3 separate regions of the Mus musculus genome follow, and all the other regions are linked to region 2. A link is a contact called in public HiChIP or PLAC-seq data. All regions are on one chromosome and are shown on one strand. The core of a region is the stretch at or near the end of the contact, and the rest is flanking DNA. Distances in the headings are between cores, read along the strand shown. Region 1 has its middle 99 kb from the start of 1700067G17Rik. Region 2 holds the start of Platr5 (pluripotency associated transcript 5). Region 3 has its middle 79 kb from the start of 1700067G17Rik.

Region 1 (2,700 bases), core at 71-2,570, 160 kb after region 2:
TTGCTTCCTCCTTTCTTTCTTTTTATTCATATGATGGTTATTCATTATTCAACTTTTACAAATTGTTTCCCACTTGCTCCAGGATATTTGCCAGTTTAGGGGACTCTGAAGAGGAACTTCAGCTTCAGAGACACGGCTTTCACTTAGACAGGGAGAACACCAGTGGGTGGCATCTGGACACAACAGGTCAGTGACTGTTTATGACTGTATCAAGGAGTTGAGTTTCTTCATATATCATGGAGTTGACTGTTCTCCGGGTATTATAAAGGTGACTGTTATCTGGGTGGACTGGTCAGTGTTCTCTAGAGTAACAAAACTTATAGAATGAATATGTTCATTACTAGATAGGTAGATAGATGATAGATAGATAGATAGATAGATAGATAGATAGATAGATAGATAGATAATTTATTAGAGTGATTTACAGGCTGCAAACCAGTTAATCCAACAATGTCTGGCAGTAAATGGAAAGTCCAAGAATCCAGTAGTTCCTCAGTCTGTGAGTTTGGACGTCTCAGATGGTTTTCTGAACACACTGGAATTCTGAAGTAGACTCTAACACCAGTGATGAAATTGACTTCTTAGCAAGGCAAGAGCAAGCAGGCAAAGAGCAAAAGCTTTTGTTCCTTCATGTTCTGCTTTCAGAAGAAGGTGGGTCCCAGATTAAAGGTATGCCTGCCTCAAAATCTGGATTAAAGGTATATGTCTTTCTACATAAAAGGTCTGGATTAGAAATGAATCTACTTACTTCAAATTAAGCAAAAAAAAAAAAAAATCCCTCAGAGGTGTGCCCTCAATTGTAGGATTTTTGTTCATTCCAGATGTAGACAAGTTGACAACCAAGAAGAGCCTTCATACCAGGTGTCATGGAGATGACTATTGTCTGAGGATCATGAAGTTGGTGATTCTCCAGGCCTCACAGAATCCAGAATATTCCTTCCTTCAGGCTGAAGTGAAGTTCCTTTAAAACACAGCATGCTTACAGATTTGATTTATTCTATTACCATCTAGATTCATATTAAGTAAGTTATGTTAATTAGCCCTGAACAGAATTTCAGAGCACACAGAGAATGGCAATGTTTTATTATTGGAGAGAAAGAATCGGGACAAGTTTTTAAAATATCAAATTAGTGATTAAGTAAATGAACAGAGTCTTAGGATTCCAGAAATAGCCTGAGCAGATGGAGTCCTCTTTAGATCTTAGTGCTTTTGTATTGTACTTTCTTTAAAGCTGAGCCTTTCATGCTAGAGAATGCTGGTCCTTGTTCAAGCAGACCACATCCAGCCCCCGCAGAGTTTGCTTTACTGAAGAGCTTCAGCCCTGCCCTCCAGGACCTGAGAGCTTTGCCTGGTGGAATCCTGGGAACTGCCCTTTCCAAGACCTCTAGGGGTTCTGAGACTCAGCCAAAGCAGAGGCCCCAGATGGAGGGAGCAACTCAGGACATCAGGCTCTGGGGAGCTGCATAACTGGCTGCCATCATCACAGTATAATGCCGCATGGCCTCAGAGCTGTGGTCTTCTCCCACCTTCCAAGAACTCTGAGCGGCCTCTACATTTCTGCTCTCATAAATGATTAAATGTGGCTGTCCTACAGCCATGAGTATTGTTCAGCCCATACTGGGGGAAGACAGATTCTAGGAGTTCACACCTAGATGTAGCTCATATGGGAACTGACATAATATGACAACATAACATAGCAGATGTGGGGTGTCTTTGTTTCTAGAGGCCAAAGTCTGCGAGTAAGGTATCACAGGGCTAGCTTCTTCTAGGACAGTGAGGGAAGGATGTGTTGTAGGCCTCTATCCTTGGCTTATAAAAGGTTGTCTTCTCCATTCTTCCACCCATATACTTACCTATCTACCTAGCTATCTATCAATCCATCCATCCATCCACCTATCAATTCTTTCTTTCTTATACCAATTTTTCAAATATTTACTGAGGACCCGGCCAGTATCCACAAGGCATCATCCTAAGTACTAAAACCACAGCATGATGAGAAGAAATGCCCTACCCTTAGGATGCATGCACTCTCAGAGGTTAAACAAAAGCATACACAGATAGTTGTTCCATGCATAAAGTGCTGAGTTAGAGATGGAGGCGGTGCATTGGGAAGGATCAGCACTAGCGACACTTAGCTGTATGTTCATTATATGGAGTATTTTACACAGAATGCCTCCTTGAGTCATCAAAGCAGTCGTGTGATGTGTGCATCACTGTCACCACTCTCCTCACTTTATAGGTGAGACATCCAACAGCAGGAGCAAGCCAGGGCTTGATCCCAGAAGGTGCCTGAGAGACAGGAAGCCAGGAAGTGGGAGTTGGCAGGAAACAGGAAGATAAACTATAGTCGGGGAGGGTTCTTCCTAGCCTCACAACAAGGAGACCAGCCCTGGTCCTCAAAGTTCATTCAGAATGACACCCAGAAGGTGGGGAACTTGTCTTCTGTTGAAAGGGACTCAGTTGATGGATAGAGAGACTAAAGTTGGGTATATTGATTGGTAGATAGATGAATGGCTTAATTGGTAGATGAACAGAGGAATGAAAAGATAATGAATTTACTTTACATTCCACACTGGGACCATCGAGAGCTTTGGGTTAAAAAAATCTCAAATGGATTTTGGGCCTAATGTTACTCATCTATAAATGTCTAAAGACTACAGAAGTCTTTGGAAGTTAATGCTTTAGTAAACAAATGTTGAG
Region 2 (2,700 bases), core at 157-2,656:
AACTTAAGCTGGCTAAGAACAGCCACAATCATCTGAGAAATCTCTCTCTCTCTCTCTCTCTCTCTCTCTCTCTTGCAGTCATGGCTCATGGCTGTTAATAGCAACCATAACTTTTCCATCTCGAGAGTTTTACCAATAACAAGATGTCAGACTTCTGGGAGCAATAAAAACCAACAGATTCGGTGAGGATGCTCCCAACTGCTTCTCCTGGGTGCTTCTTCATTTTCACAAGACACACCCCAGCAAGGCCAAACTTGCCCAGGATGGATCAGCCTTCAGAAATTAGGGGGTGCTGGGGAGAGGGCTTAGGGGTAAAGAAGTTTTCTTGGTCTTCAGCCCTAGAGCTCACGCAAAAGCCAGGGTGGGGGCCTGTGCTTGCAATCCTAACACTGTAGAGGCAGAGACAAGCTGATCCTGGACCCTCCTTGGCCAGCAAGCCTAACACCTGGTGGGTTCCAGGCCAGTAAGAGACCCTGTCTCACAAGTGTGATGAATGGTGCTTGAGAAATGACATCCAGGGCTGATTCTCTGACCTTAAATGGATATCATATAGCTGTGTGTGTGTGTGTGTGTGTGTGTGTGTGTGTGTGTGTGTGTGTGTGTGTGAGTGGGGAAGTGGGTGAGCAGAGACAGTCCTTGCAAAACAAGTGGGGATCAGAAAGTAAATTATGTCCTTAATTACACTTGGAAATATTTAGTCAGGTGTGTTAGTACACACCTTTAATGCCAGCACTTGGGAGGCAGATGTAAGGGCATCTAAGTGAGTTTGAGGCCATCCTGGTCTACAGAGTGAGTTCTGGGGTAGCCAGAGCTACATAATAAAGAGATTCTGTCTCAACAAAAACCCAACCAACCAACCAAACAAACAATTGGAAATTGTTTTTAAATTGTTTATTAAAGAAGAAAATCACATCCCACTTTCCATAGCTACTCAAGAACCCAACACAAACACATACCCAACAGAGAACCTAAGCTCAGACAGCATGAGCAGCCGTGCCTTGGCAAGCTGGGCAGGAACGTTCATTCACACAGAGATGCTCTAGGGACTTAATCAGTATCCCAGGCCTTGTGCAGAATGCACACCTTGATGCCTTCCCCCACGGCCCTGCAGATTTGCCAGACTAGAATTCCACCTTCAGTTCATCTGCTGGGCTCTAACTCACCAGAGACTCTATTTCCAGGTGAATTGTGTGACTTGACTATTCCTCTCAGAACCTGGCAGGTATCCTTCAGGGCCGGCAAGGGTGAGGTTCTCCCCCAAACTCTTTATAAAGTATCTATTTTGATGTTCTCCTGGAGGGTCACTGTGGTGGTTTGAATATGCTTAACCCAGGGAGTGGTGCTATTGGGAGGTGTGGTCTTGTTGCAGTAGGTGTGGCCTTATTGGAGGAAGTGAGTCACTGTGAGGGTGGGCTTTGAAACCCTCCTGCTAGCCACATGGCATCCAGTCGGCTCCTGGATTCCTTTGGATGAAGGTGTAGTAGAACTCTCAGCTCCTCCTGCACCATGCCTGCTTGGAAGCTGCCATGCTTTCCGCCTTGATGATACTGGACTGAACCTTTGAACCTGTAAGCCAGCCCCAATTAAATGTTCTTTTTAGGAGTTGCCTTGGTCATGGTGTCTGTTCACAGCAGTGGAAACCCTAATTCAGACAGTAACCTAGCAGCCTCCCCTGACTCTAAACAACATGATGGGCTGACAGATAATGTCTTTCTCGCTGGAGGTCTTGGCCACCCCCAAACCCAGCTGAAGAGGGAATTGGTCTGGAGCAAAGCCTGTGAGCCAAAGGTGTGTGTGCTGATCCGAGGTAAGAGGAAATAAACATGGAGCCATGTTTTTCTTTTCTCCCAGACGGGTAAGAGAGAGTCTAGGCTCAGTCCTAAGCCAGGCATGGCCGCCAGCCACCATAATTCCCAGGCTGAACCATGGAAAAGTAAATCTTATGCCCCAGTCCAGCTAATTCTTAATAAAAAGGGAGGAACTGTGCCCTCCCTTAGCCTTGTGTGGGCTGAATCAGACCTTGTCTGCCACAGTTGGTTATCTCCCCTAGGATGGAGTCTTCTGACCGAGGTGAAGTCTATTGTCCTGCCACATCTGCAGCTTCCTGCAAGAAGCCACCACCTGCTGAGCAGCTGAGCTTGCTTTCCTGACGAGATGCTGACAAAGCAGGAAGGAGATCCTGGCAAAGAGGGGGATGGATTTCCCCCCCTTTAAAAATTCAGACTCAAGAATTAAAGTTGAACCTTGATCAGAGAACTTGGTCTTGGCTCCTTATTTCTCTTGCTGTCCTTCCCATCCATCGCCAGCTTTCTTTTCAGGAACCCAGTACCCCGTGGCTGCTGTCGGCTACAGTCTCACTCTCTCCATCCTCCTTGGGAGATTCATCTTGTCCCTGTTTCCTAAGCCCCTGTAAGAAGTAGTTGTAAATTTTCTTACAAACCTAATTTTCTGCCCGGAGATCATAGCAACTTATCTGTTTCTCAGTCCTGCCTGTTTTAAAATCAGCTTTCCCCAATACTCCTGTGGTTCCAATCTGTGGGCAGTAATTTGACACTAACCACAAAGAGCCAGTGTCCCTCTCCCCCACCCCCGCCCCCATGATAAACTTATATCTCAGGAAAAAATAAACAAACAAAAGCAAAACAAAACAAAAAAAAAACCCAAACTTTACATGGTCAAAGAGTTACATAACATTTAATT
Region 3 (2,700 bases), core at 87-2,586, 180 kb after region 2:
TCAGCAGTTACAAGAGCAGCCTGCATGCCAAGCCACCAAAGCAGCAGAACAGCTGGTTGCTTAACAGCTGAAAAAGCAGACTCCCGAGTCCAGCTGTAAAAGCAGCAGAGCCACTAACCACGTTGATAGCTGCAAGGGAAGCGGGAAAACAGGCCAGATGCTCAACTAACTACCTCAGAGGCAGCAGCAACAGCAACTAAGAGTCAGCTGAACTACTTGAGGGAGCTGCCAGGACAGGAACAGGAGAGATGGGTGGAGGTACAGAGAAGGTGAGAGAAGGAAGCCTAAGGCTGGAGAAGGACAGGGAGCTATAAAGCACCAGAGAAGTGAAACTGGAGGCTTTGGTCCCAGGAAGAGTTCCAGCGAGACGTCAAGTCTTTAAGGTCAAAGGTCTCAGACATCCTAGACCTAAGAGCTGTAACGCTACCTATCATCAAGGCCTAGATCCACTCAAGAGCTATAATACTAGCAGCTAATGGCCCCAGGACTCTATGCCCCCCCAGACACTGTATCACTGAAGGGCTGAGGAGTCCCACTAACCCTGCCACCCTGAAGCTGTAAGTAGATTGTAACTCTGTGGAGTACCACTTATTCTATATTCACCTGTCTGCTGATGCTGCTTACTGCTGCCAAACAGCAAGAGCTGAGGTAGCTGATAAAGAACAGCCCTTGAGAGTTTCTCCTCTGCCTGAAAACTCTACCCACATAGGAGACAAGGACCTCAGCAGTGGCTTGGAAGCAGGACTGCCCTCTGTCCTCCAGGGCTGGATTTATTGGGAAGACTAAAGCTTAGGGGACTTTCCAAGCCCTCTTGATGCCTGGGTGAAGGCTATATATATGTGTTCCTCATGTGGGCTTTGGAAAGATTTGCTGAGGAAGGATTACTGTCCACTTGCCTAAAGAGAATCACATCAGCTTCTGGCACCGCTAGGCATGGTGCCCCTCTGCTTTGGCAAACAGCCTGTTGCTCATTTTAGTCTTCAAGACCTCATGCTTCTGCATCACACTTTACTGTGTCTCCATTGGTCAGTGACAGAACAGAATGAGCAGAACGGAGTTGAAGAAGAGGAAGAGAATCCACACAGGATTTTTTTTCCTGACAAGAAGTAATGGACATTCCGTGGGGGAGGTTGGCAGACACAATTTACAAGCTGTCTGCCCAATGCTTTCTCAGTGGTCGGCATAGGACGCAGAGACCCTGAAGCACAGCTCCTGAGGAGAAGAAATAATGACACCGATGCTGAACTCCCTCCTGGCCTCCTTCATGTGTGGCGTGTGTCTTGTGGAAACGTTGGCCCTTAAATATGCAACAGCGGAACTCTAAGATATGGAACATGACAAATGATGTCCCCTGGCTCCAGCTGAGTATAGTCCACAGAGATACGGTGCGAGGCCCGGACTGTGACAATCTGCAAGCCCAGCAGATGTCTGGAGCTTTGAAAGGAAAATGATTACCTCCATCAATTTTCCTTTTAAGGAACCTTTCAAAAATGGTTTTCTCAAAAAGTGCATTAGGGCTTTTCAATAAAAAAAAGAAAGAAATGCTTTCTTGCAGTTCTCAGAGCAGTTGGGATGGAGGGGCGGAGCCCTGGGGATGCCCAGTTTTCTCAGGCAGGGGAAACAATGATGCTGTGTTCCAAGTCCAGCTGCAGGACTGGCCCCAGAGCTGGTCCCTCTTAAGGGAGTGTCTCACTTAACCCCTTCCTGTCAGTGTTCCTGCCTTAAATGAGAGTGACTGTGTCTTCCTATAAACTCAACTATAACATCTCTGAGAAGCATTAAGAGCCATGGGGCTGGGAAGATGGGTCAGTGGTTAAGTACATTTGCTGCTCTTGCAAACGGCCTGAGCTTGGTTTTCGATACCTACCTTGGGCAGATCACAACTATTATCCCAGCTTCAGGGGACCCAATAACCACTTGTGACCTCAAACAGCGTTCTGTTCACACTCACAAACTGCATCTATACACATACATATACATACCATATTTAAAAATAAAACTAAAACTTAAAAACATGTTAATAATCATGCAGTGTTGAAGTTTGGGAAGATGGCTCGGTGAGAAAGAGTGGTTTCTGGGAAGGCATGAGGATTTGAATTTAGATCCCAGCACTGATGTAAAAAGTCAGTCATGGCCTCCACATGGCTTTAACACCAACATTAGGGCAAGGGAGTACTGGGCAGAGACAGGAGAATGACCAGGCCTAACTGGCTACCGGTCTAGCTCAAGAGTCAGTGACAGACCTGCCTGTGTCAAAGGAATAAAGCAAAGAGTGATGGAGCAGGACATGGGACATTGTCCTCTGTCATCTAGATGTACACACACGCAAAGTGCACACACCAGAACGTGCACCAGTGCATGCAACAGGGGGTCAGGGAGGAAGGGGGGGAGGCAGGAGAGAGAGAGTGTGTGTGTCCTAGAGAAACATTGTAAGTAGTGTTTTCATGTTCTGTTGTGCTAACGATGGCTGTAACCTAAGCTAGTGAGGCTAAAACTGGCATTTTCTGGATAAATTCCCTCTGGGGATATGGTGATTCCTGTACAGTCAGCCTGGGCTTCTTCTGACAGTACCCCACTCCAATGTGTGCATCCCAGTCATCTTTCTCTCCTCTCAAACCCTTTGCTGGATCAGGTGAGCTTCCCACTGCCCATATTTCACCTGCGTCTTAATAATAGAGCTGTGCTCGCTGGATTCATTGC

What was found. HiChIP or PLAC-seq counts read pairs in DNA pulled down with a chosen protein or histone mark.
Region 1: an H3K27ac HiChIP or PLAC-seq map of neural progenitor cells shows a contact between it and region 2, with 9 times the contacts expected there. The contact joins the enhancer-like site here to the promoter of Platr5 in region 2. A contact is called at or near these places in 1 of 39 promoter capture datasets (liver), 1 of 15 datasets of contacts at CTCF or cohesin (embryonic stem cells), 19 of 484 Hi-C or Micro-C datasets (the C2C12 cell line, embryonic stem cells, gonadal supporting cells and 7 more), 10 of 115 datasets of contacts at active chromatin or transcription factors (bone marrow-derived dendritic cells, embryonic basal ganglia, embryonic stem cells and 4 more) and 1 of 9 other capture datasets (embryonic stem cells).
Region 3: an H3K27ac HiChIP or PLAC-seq map of oligodendrocyte precursor cells shows a contact between it and region 2, with 5 times the contacts expected there. The contact joins the enhancer-like site here to the promoter of Platr5 in region 2. A contact is called at or near these places in 1 of 39 promoter capture datasets (liver), 1 of 15 datasets of contacts at CTCF or cohesin (embryonic stem cells), 10 of 484 Hi-C or Micro-C datasets (the C2C12 cell line, cerebral cortex, cortical neurons and 6 more), 9 of 115 datasets of contacts at active chromatin or transcription factors (embryonic stem cells, kidney, oligodendrocyte precursor cells and 2 more) and 1 of 9 other capture datasets (embryonic stem cells).

Annotation. Positions count from the first base shown.
Region 1 is chr1:88,915,436-88,918,135 of GRCm38.p6, forward strand. No RefSeq gene overlaps it. Among named protein-coding and RNA genes, the nearest start is that of 1700067G17Rik, 99 kb to the right of the region's middle. Within about 2 kb of position 1,321, at least 4 of the 459 cell types and tissues checked have an H3K27ac peak or open chromatin away from gene starts, as enhancers often do. A contact at or near this core is called in neural progenitor cells, where this site is marked.
Region 2 is chr1:88,753,484-88,756,183 of GRCm38.p6, forward strand. It overlaps Platr5 (pluripotency associated transcript 5), which reads left to right and starts at 1,407. Exons shown (of 3, transcript NR_040493.1): 1 at 1,407-1,475; 2 at 1,601-1,807; 3 at 2,051-2,250.
Region 3 is chr1:88,935,910-88,938,609 of GRCm38.p6, forward strand. No RefSeq gene overlaps it. Among named protein-coding and RNA genes, the nearest start is that of 1700067G17Rik, 79 kb to the right of the region's middle. Within about 2 kb of position 1,337, at least 26 of the 459 cell types and tissues checked have an H3K27ac peak or open chromatin away from gene starts, as enhancers often do. A contact at or near this core is called in neural progenitor cells and oligodendrocyte precursor cells, where this site is marked.